Regions from separate parts of the Callithrix jacchus genome. Here region 1 is linked to region 2. A link is a contact called in public Hi-C data. All regions are on one chromosome and are shown on one strand. The core of a region is the stretch at or near the end of the contact, and the rest is flanking DNA. Distances in the headings are between cores, read along the strand shown. Region 1 overlaps TUBD1 (tubulin delta 1). Region 2 overlaps VMP1 (vacuole membrane protein 1).

Region 1 (5,935 bases), core at 2,748-5,247, 110 kb before region 2:
CTTTGGAGTAAACAAAGCAAATGTAAGACTTCTAAGAGATTCTGTAATCTTTACGTGTTCATGAGCTAGAAAACGTCTGTTTATTGTTTAAGAGTTACTCATTTGCCTGACATTTTTTATTTTGTAATTTCTGTGTTTCTTTTTCACCTGGCCAGAGCCTACATTCATCAGTACACAAAATGTGGAATTGAAGAAGAGGACTTTTTAGACAGTTTCACGTTGTTAGAGCAGGTTATTGCCAGTTACTGTAACCTCTGATCTGGAGCAATGGGAAAAGTATCATTTTCGGACTAAAATATTTTCAGTACTATTTTCTCTGTAAAGTTTTCAAAGTTCCATTCTGTTAAAGTAACCAGGTAGAATGCTGAGTCTGTTCTGTATACGATGCCCACAGAAAAGGAAGACAACTTTTTAAATGGAGAATAGCATGTTTTCAATGAAAACATCCACTTAGTATTTCATCTGTAAGAAAAAAATGGTGCTTTATTCTTTATTGTCTTATTTTTCACACTCCATTGTATATACTAGCATGAAAAATGGTGCTTTATTAAAGAACTTTGGGAAAACACTTTGCCAAGATGTTGGGACTCTGGAACTAGCCAAGAAAATAGAATATTCTGTTTTTCTACATGTTCCTGAATCTTGCCTCTTTACTCCAAAAATAACTCACAAAGCATGAACCAAATTGTCACAGTATCATTTCAAGCTAAGGAATTATAATTCTGCACTTAATATATTCATGCTTGAAATGAATGCTTTGAGCCACAAGAGGGAGATGTTGTCAAATCCTACAGTATGACCATGTATTTTGAATATTCTGTAACAGGGTAAGAGTTTCTACTCTAAGCAGCTATTTAAAAGTAAATGTGAGGATTTTGGTAATAAATGCTTATGCTTAAGTACAAAAGTAAATATGTAAATGTGTACTTCGTGTGCTTTTCTTAAACTTTTTGGGCATGAAAAAATTGGGTCAGATTTTGTTTTGGATCTTGGAACACCAGAGCAGAAATTGGTTTTATTCAACTGTTACTTTAAAATTACCTATAATGGTGGCTCACGCCTATAATCCCAGCACTTTGGGAGGCTGAGGTGGGCGGATCACAAGGTCAAGAGATCGAAACCATCCTGGTCAAAATGGTGAAATGCCGTCTCTACTAAAGATACAAAAAATTAGCTGGGCATGGTGGCATGCGCCTGTAGTCCCAGCTATTCAGGAGGCTGAGGCAGAATTGCTTGAACCCAGAAGGCGGAGGTTGCAGTGAGCCCAGATCGTGCCATTGCACTCCAGTCTGGTAACAACAGCGAAACTCCGTCTCAAAAAAAAAAATTACTTATAATGGCCTGGGCGCAATGGCTCACACCTATAATCCCACCACTTTGTGAGGGCAAGGTGGAAGACCACTTGAGGCCAGGAATTTGAGACCAGCCTGGGCAACATAGTAAGACCCCCATCTCTACAAAAAAAAATTTTTTTTTTTTTTTGAGACGGAGTCTTGCTGTTGTTACCCAGACTGGAGTGCAATGGCACGATCTCGGCTCACTGCAACCTCCGCCTCCTGGGTTCAAGCAATTCTCCTGCCTCAGCCTCCCAAGAGTAGCTGGGACTACAGGCGCGCACCACCATGCCCAGCTAATTTTTGTATTTTTAGTAGAGATGGGGTTTCATCTTGTTGACCAGGATGGTCTCGATCTGTTGACCTCATGATCCACCCGCCTCGGCCTCCCAAAGTGCTGGGATTATAGGCGTGAGCCACTGCGCCCGGCCCCCAAATTTTTTTAATTAGTTGTCTGTGGTGGCATACACTTGTGGTCTGAGCTATTCTGGAGATTTGGGTGGGAAGATCACGTGAGCCTGGGAGGTCAAGGCTGCAGTGAGCTGAGATCATCCCTCTGCACTCCAGCCTGGGTGACAGAATGAGACTCTGTCTCATAAAAAAGAAAAAAAAAAATAGGAATGAAATTACTTATAGGTATCCAGCTGGTATGGATGATGGTTATATGCTTTTCAATAAAAGGGGTAGGAATTTTCACCTAAATTTTTCATAAGTTGAGAAAATTATCACCAAGGAAATATGGTTACTTGATGAAATTGACGCACAAGATTTGGTTTCACCCAAGACAAAACATGCTTAGAAATTGACAGCTGAGTTTGAAGGGAATGTTGTATTTCCATAAAACACATCACATGCAGTGTATTAACAAATGTAAAAATGAGAAATAGGAACATTTGCCCTTTCTGCCAAATCTACCAGTAGTGACTTTTATATGGAAAAATGACAGTTCACAGCTTCACTGGTTCTTCCTTTTCTTTCCATATGGAAATGATTACCTTTTTGCTGTTTTTCTTATCAACTGTTGCTATGATTTAAAATACTTAACCATATCTTATTTCTAAGGAATGTAAAAAGTGGTTTGTTCTGCTGCTAAAAGGCACACCCCACTGCTGCATTTCGTCAACCCAAGTATACTTGAAAAATAATTAGATCATAATTTTTACAAAACAAGTTAAAATAATTGTTTAAGCATTGAAGAGATCCAGACTGAAACAATTTCCCAGACTAAACCAGCATTTATGAAGATCCGTAACTGAATGTCTCACTAGGGTTTAATCCAATTCTGAGGAAACTTGCTAGAAGTTAACTTGAAAGAAAGTCATAAATTGAAGTCATTTGATATTTGAGAAAATTCATGAGGTACCAATAGGGGCAAGTATATTTCTAATTTGGCAACTCACGGAATCATTAGCAGGTGAATATTAGAAGTAAATCCCAACTAGACAGAGCTCTGGGTCCATTTACTTACGCTATCTGACCCCTTTTTTTTTTTATGATCCACAACTGCATTATTTGGTACGTATGGGTAACCATATGTATCAAATATATATTACATATTTTTTTTTCTTTTTCCTTTTTTTGAGATGGAGTCTCGCCCAGTTAACCAGGCTGGAGTGCAATGGCACAATCTCGGCTCACTGCACCCTCCACCTCCCAGGTTCAAGCATTTCTCCTGCCTCAACCTCCCGAGTAGCTGGGACTACAGGCTACTAGCATCTGCCATCCCACCTGGCTAATTTTTTGTAACTTTAGTAGATGGGATTTCACGATGTTGACCAGGCTGGTCCTGAACTCCTGACCTCGTGATCCGCCCACCTTGGCCTCCCAAAGTGCTGGGATTACAGGCGTGAGCCACCATACCTGGCCTTTTTCTTTTTTTAATTTTTTTTTGAGACAGGGTCTCACTCTGTCATCCAGGCTGGAGTGCAGTGACGCTCAGCTCATTGCGGCCTCAACCTCCCAGGCTCAAGAAATCCTCACACCTTAGCCTCACTAATAACTGGGACTATAGGTATGCACCACCATGCCCAGATAAGTTTTGCATTTTTGGTAGAGACGAGGTTTCCCCATGTTGCCCAGGCTGGTTTCAAACTCCTGGGCTCAAGCCATCCACCTGCCTTGGCCTCCCATAGTGCTGTGATTAACAGGCGTGAGCCACCACACCCAGCCAATACCTAAATAGTTTTAAGCTTGTGTTAAAACATTTACATTAAAAATAATTTTTTCTTGTCTATTTGGAATAACAAAATTTTTGCTCTTAAAGTTGTGGTTTTAAGTTAAAAATTAACACCAAGTGGCTGAGGTCAAAAGTTTCCAAATGGGGTGGCATTGGAAATGTACTTTGATTTGTGTGGAGATAATGGCCAGTCAGCCAGGACAACATTAGCTCCATTAGCTCCTGGGCTTACAGCTCCAGAAAACTTTGGAAATGTGATTTCTTAGATTACTGGGTAACTGGCACATTATCTTGTCAAACATTATTCTGCAGAGCAGAATGCACCCCAATGAACAGTGAGCACAGTATGAATGCAAACTTTCTTATCGTCAAGGTCTTTTCCTCTCTTATCTCCCCCCCCATCTGTGCTTTTCTCAAGAGCTTAAGCTGTAGAACCTGTTTTTTCCCATGCATCTGCCCCTCCCAGCACTGGGACCTCCCCGAAAACTCCCCTCTCCCATCCACCCTTACTATTCAATCTACAACATGTTTCTCCTGTATTTTACCCATCACTTAGAACTCAGTAAGTATGCCAACAATTCACTATTATCAACCAATTCATCCATTCAACTAGCATCTATTCAGTGCCAGGCACTGAGGAAGATGTTACTGATACAGGGATCAATGCTACATTGTCTGAATGAAGAAGCTGCTTTGGATGTTTGGTGCTACAATTCTAGCTTCCTTATGATTGCTTGTTATCTTGCCTGTGTGCATATTCACATTTTTTTCTAGGAAAGAATGTGGTCCAAGAAAGAATGAACTCAGAGCTCTGGTCTGGGCTAGACTCAAGTGTTGAAATGTCTCTTCACTAGCTCCATAGGCTCTATAAACTCTGCTCTGCAGTGCACATACCAGTGATTCTACTGACCACTGTCAGGTTTCCATATGCAAGTCTGGAGCCTGAAAGTCTGAAGTCCTGCTTGCCTCGGCTGATGTCTCCCACCCCCTGCCTGTGTTCACCATTGTCCCTGATCGCCCAGCAGAGCTTCTCTGAACAAGCCCCTCACCCAACCATGCCATCATAACTGTTCTTTTTTTTTTTTTTTTTTTTGAGAGATGGGGTCTCGCTATGTTGCCCAGGCTGGAGTGCAGTGGCTATTCACAGGTGCGATCTCACTACTGATCAGCACAGGAGTTTTGACCTGCTCTGTTTCCAACCTGGGCCGGTTCACCCATCCTTAGGCAACCTGGTGGTCTCCAGCTCCTGGGAGGTCACCATATTGATGCCAAACAGTGCGGACATCCGATCGGCATAGCGCACTATAGCCCAGAACTCCGGGGCTCAAGTGATCCTCCCACCTCAGCCTCCTGAGTAGCTGGGACTACAGGAACGTGCCACCGTGCCCGGCAACTGTTCTTATGATAATATAAATAGCTCTTACTCAACCCTGCCATTGTAACTGAACTTACTCTGCAACACCCCCGGCCCCCAAAAAAACTACCCAAACCTATCAAACCAATTCCTATCCCACTGCCCTTTACTAATGCCCTTTCCGGCCTTAGCCCACCTGCACCCAGGTGAATAAACAGCCATGTTGCTCACACAAAGCCTGTTTGGAAGGTCTCGTCATTCAAAGCGAGAGTTTTTCAGTATTTGGTGCCGGAAACCTGGGATGGGGGAACTCCTACGGAAGACCAAACCCCCATCCCTGTTCTTGTGCTCCCTCCATGAAGAGATCTGCCTGCCAACCTGGGGTCATCAGACCAGCCCACAGACGCACACCACCGGCTATTTTGGTAAGCAGTCTCTCTGGCTTTTCCATCCTTTTGTCTTTTCCTTTCCACTTCTCTGCCTTTCAGTTTCGTCCTTTTTCCACCGCAAAGACAAGGAAAATCAGGTAAACCAGGTTCTTCTTGAGGTTCATGAACAGAAAATCCTACGTAGGTCACGGATCCGGGAACCCAGTTTCCCCAGGGGTTTGACTATCGTGGAGACACATTCACCCTAGTCACTCACCCACCAGGCTCATGGCCGCTATTTGTGGCAGGTCAATGTAGAGGATGCTCTCTTTGACAGCTCACCAACGACAAGGTTCAACCCAGGCTCAACTAGGGACGCCTGTTGAGTGGCTGGGCTGTGTGCCTATTTTTGTCTCTGCTGCCTTTCCAGAACATGGGCAATCGTCCGTCCTCTATCCCTCCCTCCTCTCCGCTGGCCTGTGTTCTAAAAAACCTCAAACCTCCTCAACTGTCTCCTGACCTAAAACCCAAACGTCTCACCTTCTTCTGTAACACTGCATGGCCACAATACAAGTCAAACAACGGCTCCAATTGGCCAAAAAATGGCACTTTCAACCTCTCTATTTTACAAAATTTAGACAATTTTTGTTGCAAGACAGGCAAATGGTCTAAAATTCCCTACGTCCAGGCATTGTTTTACACT
Region 2 (6,650 bases), core at 3,752-6,251:
CTATCATGCCCAGCTAATTTTTGTATTTTTGGTAGAGACGTGGCTTCACCATGTTGATTAGCTGGTCTCAAACTCCTGACCTCAGGTGATCCACCTGCCTCAGCCTCGCAAAGCACTGTGATTACAGGTGTAAGCCACTGTGTCCAACTTGTTTGTTTTATGAGACAGGGTCTTGCTCTGTCACCCAGTCTGGACTGCAGTGGCATGATTATGGCTCACTGCAGTCTGACCCCCTCAGGCTCAGGCGATCTTCCTGTCTCAGCCTCCTGAGTAGCTGGGACCACAGGTGCAAGATGCCACACCCAACTTTTTTTTTTTTTTTTTGAGACAGGGTCTCTCATTCCATTACCCAAACTTGTAATGCAGTGGCAAGATCTTGGCTCACTGCAGCCTCAACCACTTGAATTCAAATGATCCTCCCACCTCAGCCTCCTGGGTAGCTGGGACTACAGGTGTGTACCACCATGTCTGGCTAAGTTTTTGTACTTTCTGTAGAGATGGGGTTTTGCCTGTTGGTCTCTAACTCCTGAGCTCAAGTGATCTACTCACCACAGTCTCTCAAAGTGCTGGGATTACAGATGTAAGCCAGAGTGCCCAGCCCAGCTAATTTTTTTTTTTTTTTTTTTTGGTAGAGACAGGTCTCCCTATGTTGCTTAAACTCTTGGGCTCATGGGGTTCTCCCACCGAGGCCTCCCAAAATGCTGGGATCACTAGTGTGAGCTGCCACACCTGGCTCCAGCTAATTTTTCTATGTTTTAATAGATACAGGATCTGTCTATGTTGTTCAGGCTAGTCTCAAACTTGGTTCAAGGAATCCTCCTGCCTTGACCTCCCAAAGCACTGGGATTAGAAGTAAGCCACCACGCCTGGCACATACATTGCTGAAAACTTCAACATTTATATTTCATTAATTGATAGAACAACTACATTGATAATTGTATGGGCACAGAAGACTTGAATAATATAGAAAATCCCACATTGATAGAACAACTACATTGATAATTGTATGGGCACAGAAGACTTAAATAATATAGAAAATCCCACCCAATAAGGGCCAAATATATATTCAAGTACACAAGGAACATTTGTGAAGACAGACCATATGCTGTGCTATAAAATGAGTTTGAATGCATTTAAAGGATGTGACTTGTGGCAAGGTAAACATCAATATAGGGAGTATTTCTTAAAGTGGCAAATAGGCCAGGCAGGGTGGCTCACGGCGGTATTCTCAGCACTTTGGAAGGCTGAGGCAGGAAAATCACTGGAGCCCAGGAGTTTGAGACCAGCCTGGGCAACATGGCAAGACCCTATTTCTTAAAAAAAAAAAAAAAAAAAAAAAAGCTGGGTCTGGTGGTGTGCATCTGTAATCCCTGTTATTTGGGAGGCTGAAATGAATGAAAGGACTGCTTGAGTCTGGGAGGTCAAAGTTGCTGTGAGCTGAGATTGTGTCACTGCACTCCAGTCTGGGCGACAGAATGAGACTGTCTTAAAAAATAAAAAAGTTGCAAATAAAGGTCTTTTTTGGTAACTCAGGATAGTTATTCTAGATGAAGTCAAATCAACAAGATAGCTCTGTTATTTATGACTTATTGGACATCTGGATTTGCTTCATTTCAAAGTTCCATATATCTACTCTGATGAGCAGTATTACATTATATTTTCCAAAGATTGGTAATGGAATAATTTTGCCTGGTCCAGGATAAAAGATGTAGTGTTTGGCTAGGCAAGAGTATGTCTGGGTGACAGCAAATCGTTCTTAGATCAAAGGGTAAGATTTCTAATAAGAGCAGATGTAGGTATTTGTGGAAAAAGATATTTTATCTTTTTAAAACTCTTTTTAGCTTAAAAAGTTACATTTCCATGATTTACATTCTTTCGTGAGTTTTAGTGATCAGAAAAAACCGAGCTGAGATAATTCTATGTAATCAATTATTACTCTAGCTTCAGGAATAATAATATACTACTAGTTCAGGAATAATAATATACTACTAGTTCTTCTAATTAAGAGAAACTTAGAATTAAAAAAAAAAAATTGTCAGCTGGGCACAGTGGCTCACACCTGTAATCCCAGCACTTTGGGAGGCCGAGGCGGGTGGATCACGAGGTCAAGAGATTGAGACCATCCTGGCCAACATGGTGAAACCCCATCTCTACTAAAAATACAAAAACTAGCTGGGCGTGGTGGCACACGCCTGTAATCCCAGCTACTTGGGAGGCTGAGGCAGGAGAACTGCTTGAACCCAGGAGGTGAAGGTTGCAGTGAGCCCAGATTGTGCCACTGTACTCCAGCCTGGCGCCTGGTAACAGAATGAGACACTGTCTCAAAAAAAAAAAAAATTGTCCTAGAGGGGCAAAATTATATAAAACCATATATATATCTCTCTCCATCCTCATCTGGTAGTGAAGAGCTTTAAGTAGTTTTCTGACAATAATGTAGTATCTGTGTAAACCCAGAGAAATAAATCCTTGTACCACAAACACTAATTAGGGTCACAGTAAGAAAGGGGTGAATAATATATTCATACTTTAATTTGTGAAAAAATCATATTAGTAAAATGATAAACAAGTATACACGCTGATGCTTACTTTTAAGTAAGTAAACAATTTTCTGGATTTTGAATTTTTCAAGTTCTTTGGATTTATACTATAGCAGCTCATGATTTACTATAATTATACCTTCTTCATACACTTTGTAGCATTTAAAGGACTGAAAAGGTTATATTCATGTCTATGTTTTATCAAGAAAAACAGTATACCATCCAAAAGACCACAGACAGAATACTGTTGGGTTTACTTTAGGGTCCTTTCTTACAGAGACATCTTTTAAAAACGAAAGACCTAAAAATGGTCGTATTAGTTAATTATTAGCCTAATTTAGGCAAGTATATTTATCAACCAAGATGAAGAATACAACACATTGAGAGTACAGTATGTGTGTTGTGTGTGTGTATGAGTATTTTTAAGGAAGACAAGCAGACAAAAGAGACAGACATTCTTCCACTCTAGACGGCTCCCTTAGAACTGATAAAACATTCCTAAAGACTAGAGTTGTTTGCACAACATCTGTAATGTCAATTCATAGCCTAATCCATCATCTATACACAGAAGTCAAGTGAGATCCCAAAGGCAAAATTTCCAATTAGTTTTGTCTGGAAAGTTTAGGGCAAAGGTAATAAAATCAAGAATCCTGTTCTGATTCACTGGGAAAACATTTATTTGTCACACTTCTTCACTAAGGAACAAAAGCAGTCAGTGGTTAGTCTGGAATGTGATTCATTAGGAATATCTGGGTGATAAATAAACAAAAAAAGATGACAAATGGTTGTTTGTATGACTTGCAAAACCTTTGTTTTCTTTCAGAGGACTTCAGAAACCCTTTTGCAAACACAGGAATTCTTCTCAGAATTTTTTTAATCATTGTTTTTCTCATTTGAGTCAGAAAACACAGTTATAGTCTACAGCAAATAATTCTAGAAGGCTAGAGTATAAAATGTCGATTCCCAATGGGCACTGACAAGTTTAACCAGTGTTTATATTCTTTTTGTGAAGAAGGTCCCAAGTTATGCCTCTGGTCTCTCTTCACAAAATGCAGTCCAGGCTGGGAACAGTGTCTCATGCCTATAATCTTAACACTTAGAGAGGCCGAGGCAGGAGGATCACTTGAGCCCAGGAGTTCAAGACCAGCCTGAACAACACAGTGAGATCCCATCTCTACTAAGAAAAAATATTAGCCCAGTGTGGTGGCATATCCCTGTAGTCCCAGTTACTTGGGAGGCTGAGATGGGATGATCACTCGAGTCCAGTAGTTCAAGGTTGCAATGAGCTATGATCATGCCACTGCACTCCAGCCTGAGCAACAGAACAAGACCCTGTCTCAAAACAAAAAACAAAAAACAAAACCAAAAACCAAAGAAACACACTGTGAAAAAGCAGTAACCTGGGCATGCATTAATGTAGATTTCAGTTTTCTAAATCTGTTGGTAAATTACTGTCAGTAACTTCTACTTCCTCTCCTTTGTTTAACACAAAACCTAATAATGCCTGTTACCCAGGTCATAGGTAGAAATATGAGATTATACTAAAAAAGTACAAGTATAAAATTGCTGGCCAAAACAAAATAAATATAAACTGTATAGTATCAGTTCATGCTCCAAGTTATAAATTCTGCCTTTGAAACTATTTTTATTATATTGAATTAATCCATGTTAAAAGGCATGTTTGCTTGGGCATGGTGGCTCATGCTTATAATCCCAGTACTTTGGGAGGCCCAGGTGGGTGGATCACTCTAGGTCAGGCGTTCAAGACCAGCCTGGCCAACATGGTGAAACCCTGTGTCTATTAAAAATACAAAAACTTAGCCAGGTGTGGTGGCGTGTAATCCCAACTATTCAGGAGGCTGAGGCAGGAGAATCGCTTGAACCCAAGAGATGGAGGTTGCAGGGAGTCCAGGTCGCGTCATTGTACTCCAGCCTGGGCGACAGAGTGAGTCACCATCTCTCTCTCTCACACACACACACACAAAGCATTTTCACCTTTGTTCTCTAGACCCAAGCAACTTTTGATCATACAGTTGACTTAAGTTTCAGGTGAAATGGGCTATTTATTTATGAGACAGCTGTTAAAAAAAAAAGTGGGGCTAGTATAAATTGTTTAAAATGTATGTCTGACAACAAACTTAAGCTAAACTAAATCTTCTTGGCTTCAATTTACACACACATTAATAAACTTAAGGGCAGGAAATTACCCAGTCTGTGCATACCCCCTCTGCTTGGCAAAAACCCAGCCGAATGTCCTGAAGACCTTGGTTTCTTCTTTTGATGTGGTGATGCTCAGCAGAGTTAATATATGAGTCATTCCTTAGGGAATGATGGGGAGAAGAGCTTTCATGCCCTCATCAAACAAAAGGCAAATAAATTTTTTTCTAAGAAGGGTCTGTTGGTCTTCCTGAAACAGCACTGAGTCACTGCATACTTACAGCCATAGTTATGAGGGTCTGGTAGCAAGTCATACCAGAGCCTTAACTTCTGGCAATTCCTTCCTTTTTTTGTCTTAAAAGGAGGATAGACAAGTGAACAATAAAGCAATATTCAGAAGTCAAGCTGAATTGATAGGGAAGAAGCTGGTTAACATTTTTTTAAAGAATGATTCCACTTCATGGTATTAACAACTACTACAATATTTCACTTACTGAAACTATATCACTATTTTATTTCAACCCATATCAATGTAGTTTTCCAAATAACATTTACTTTCAGCAACAGTCAACAGTTAAAAAGTATCAGAATGTCTATACCTAAGGAAAAAACAGCTTTTTAAAAAGTGTAAAATAAATTCCTTGACATCTACAGGTAAAAAAGAAAAAGAAGTGTAGCACTTTTTCCTTAGGGTGCCATATACAGACAGTGTCATGAGTATGAGATGGCAGATTTTTAAAATGTATATATTTTTTGTTTTTCTTTGTGCATTGACCTGTACTTAGAGATAAATGTACAATTTTAACACAATTTTTAGTAATGAAATAATCCCAAACTTTAAAGCAGAAACAGGCTGCTGAGTCTTACATAGGGGCACATATCTCACAACTTTATTTATATTTAATTTATAACAAAGAGTCAGGTATTTTTTTCTATAAAAATGGTTCTATTAAACAAATGGCTGACATATCATTCAAAGGATAATACCTTGATGTTACAGCTTCTAATAAAACCTGATCTATTCTACAATATAAATGAGTAGTTCCCCGACTTTTCTACTTTCAAGTGAAAGTAGAACTCTAACACTTAAAACATGAGAAAATCCCTCCTACTTAAATCTTCAATTGTGAGGAAATCCAATGGTTAAAATATATGGCAAACAGAAAAATCATAAAATATACTCAGCCTTCTACTCAGAGCCAAATATTTGGGTATCTTTTAAAATTATAAAATGATTGTTGATAGATTTTCTTTTCTTTACAGTTCTTTGTCTAGAAGTTGGGCTTGATTGAAAGGGGTACAGGGCTTTGTGAAACCTTTTGCCAGGAAACTGCTCCACCTAGTGTCAAAAGCTGTACATACATCACATTATATAAAAGAATAAACTGTAGCTGATGGACTTCTCTCCTTGTTATTATTAAGAACAGCCCTTCCCAGCACTTTGGGAGGCCGAGGTGGGTGGATCACGAGGTCAAGAGATCGAGACCATCCTGGCCAACATGGTGAAACCCCGTCAGTAAAGATACAAAAAAATTAGCTGGGCGTGGTGGCGCGTGCCTGTAGTCCCAGCTACTGGAGAGGCTGAGGCAGGAGAATTGCTTGAACCCGGGAGGCGGAGGTTGCAGTAAGCCAAGGTTGCGCCACTGCACTCCAGCCTGGCGCCTGGTGACGGAGTGAGACTCTGTCTCAAAAAAAAAAAGAAAAAAAAGAACAGCCTTTATAAATCCTGAATGTTACATAGAGTTTACAAATGGCTCTTTAATCGTCTTGTCTTATACCTTGATGAATCATAATAATGTACATGCATGTAGGGAGCATGTCCAGAATACATTTCTCATACTCAAGTACCAAAGTTCCTATTTTTGTTAACCTGGTTATTTACAGAATTATGAATCACATTTCTCTGTTAGTGGGAAATAATTACAAGGTGGCTGCTGAAATAACCCAATCACTTCT

What was found. Hi-C and Micro-C count contacts between places; a contact is called where the count stands out from the background.
Region 1: a contact with region 2 is called in a Hi-C map of skeletal muscle, with 9 times the contacts expected there. The contact joins two enhancer-like sites. A contact is called at or near these places in 2 of 3 Hi-C or Micro-C datasets (induced pluripotent stem cells and skeletal muscle).

What each region holds. Positions count from the first base shown.
Region 1 is chr5:94,439,578-94,445,512 of calJac240_pri, reverse strand. It overlaps TUBD1 (tubulin delta 1), which reads left to right. Exons shown (of 9, transcript XM_035300688.3): 9 at 156-912. The coding sequence ends at 258. Among named protein-coding and RNA genes, the nearest start is that of TUBD1, 34 kb to the left of the region's middle. Within about 2 kb of position 3,997, at least 4 of the 16 cell types and tissues checked have an H3K27ac peak or open chromatin away from gene starts, as enhancers often do.
Region 2 is chr5:94,331,157-94,337,806 of calJac240_pri, reverse strand. The region is part of intron 5 of VMP1 (vacuole membrane protein 1); the gene reads right to left. Among named protein-coding and RNA genes, the nearest start is that of VMP1, 48 kb to the right of the region's middle. Within about 2 kb of position 5,001, at least 5 of the 16 cell types and tissues checked have an H3K27ac peak or open chromatin away from gene starts, as enhancers often do.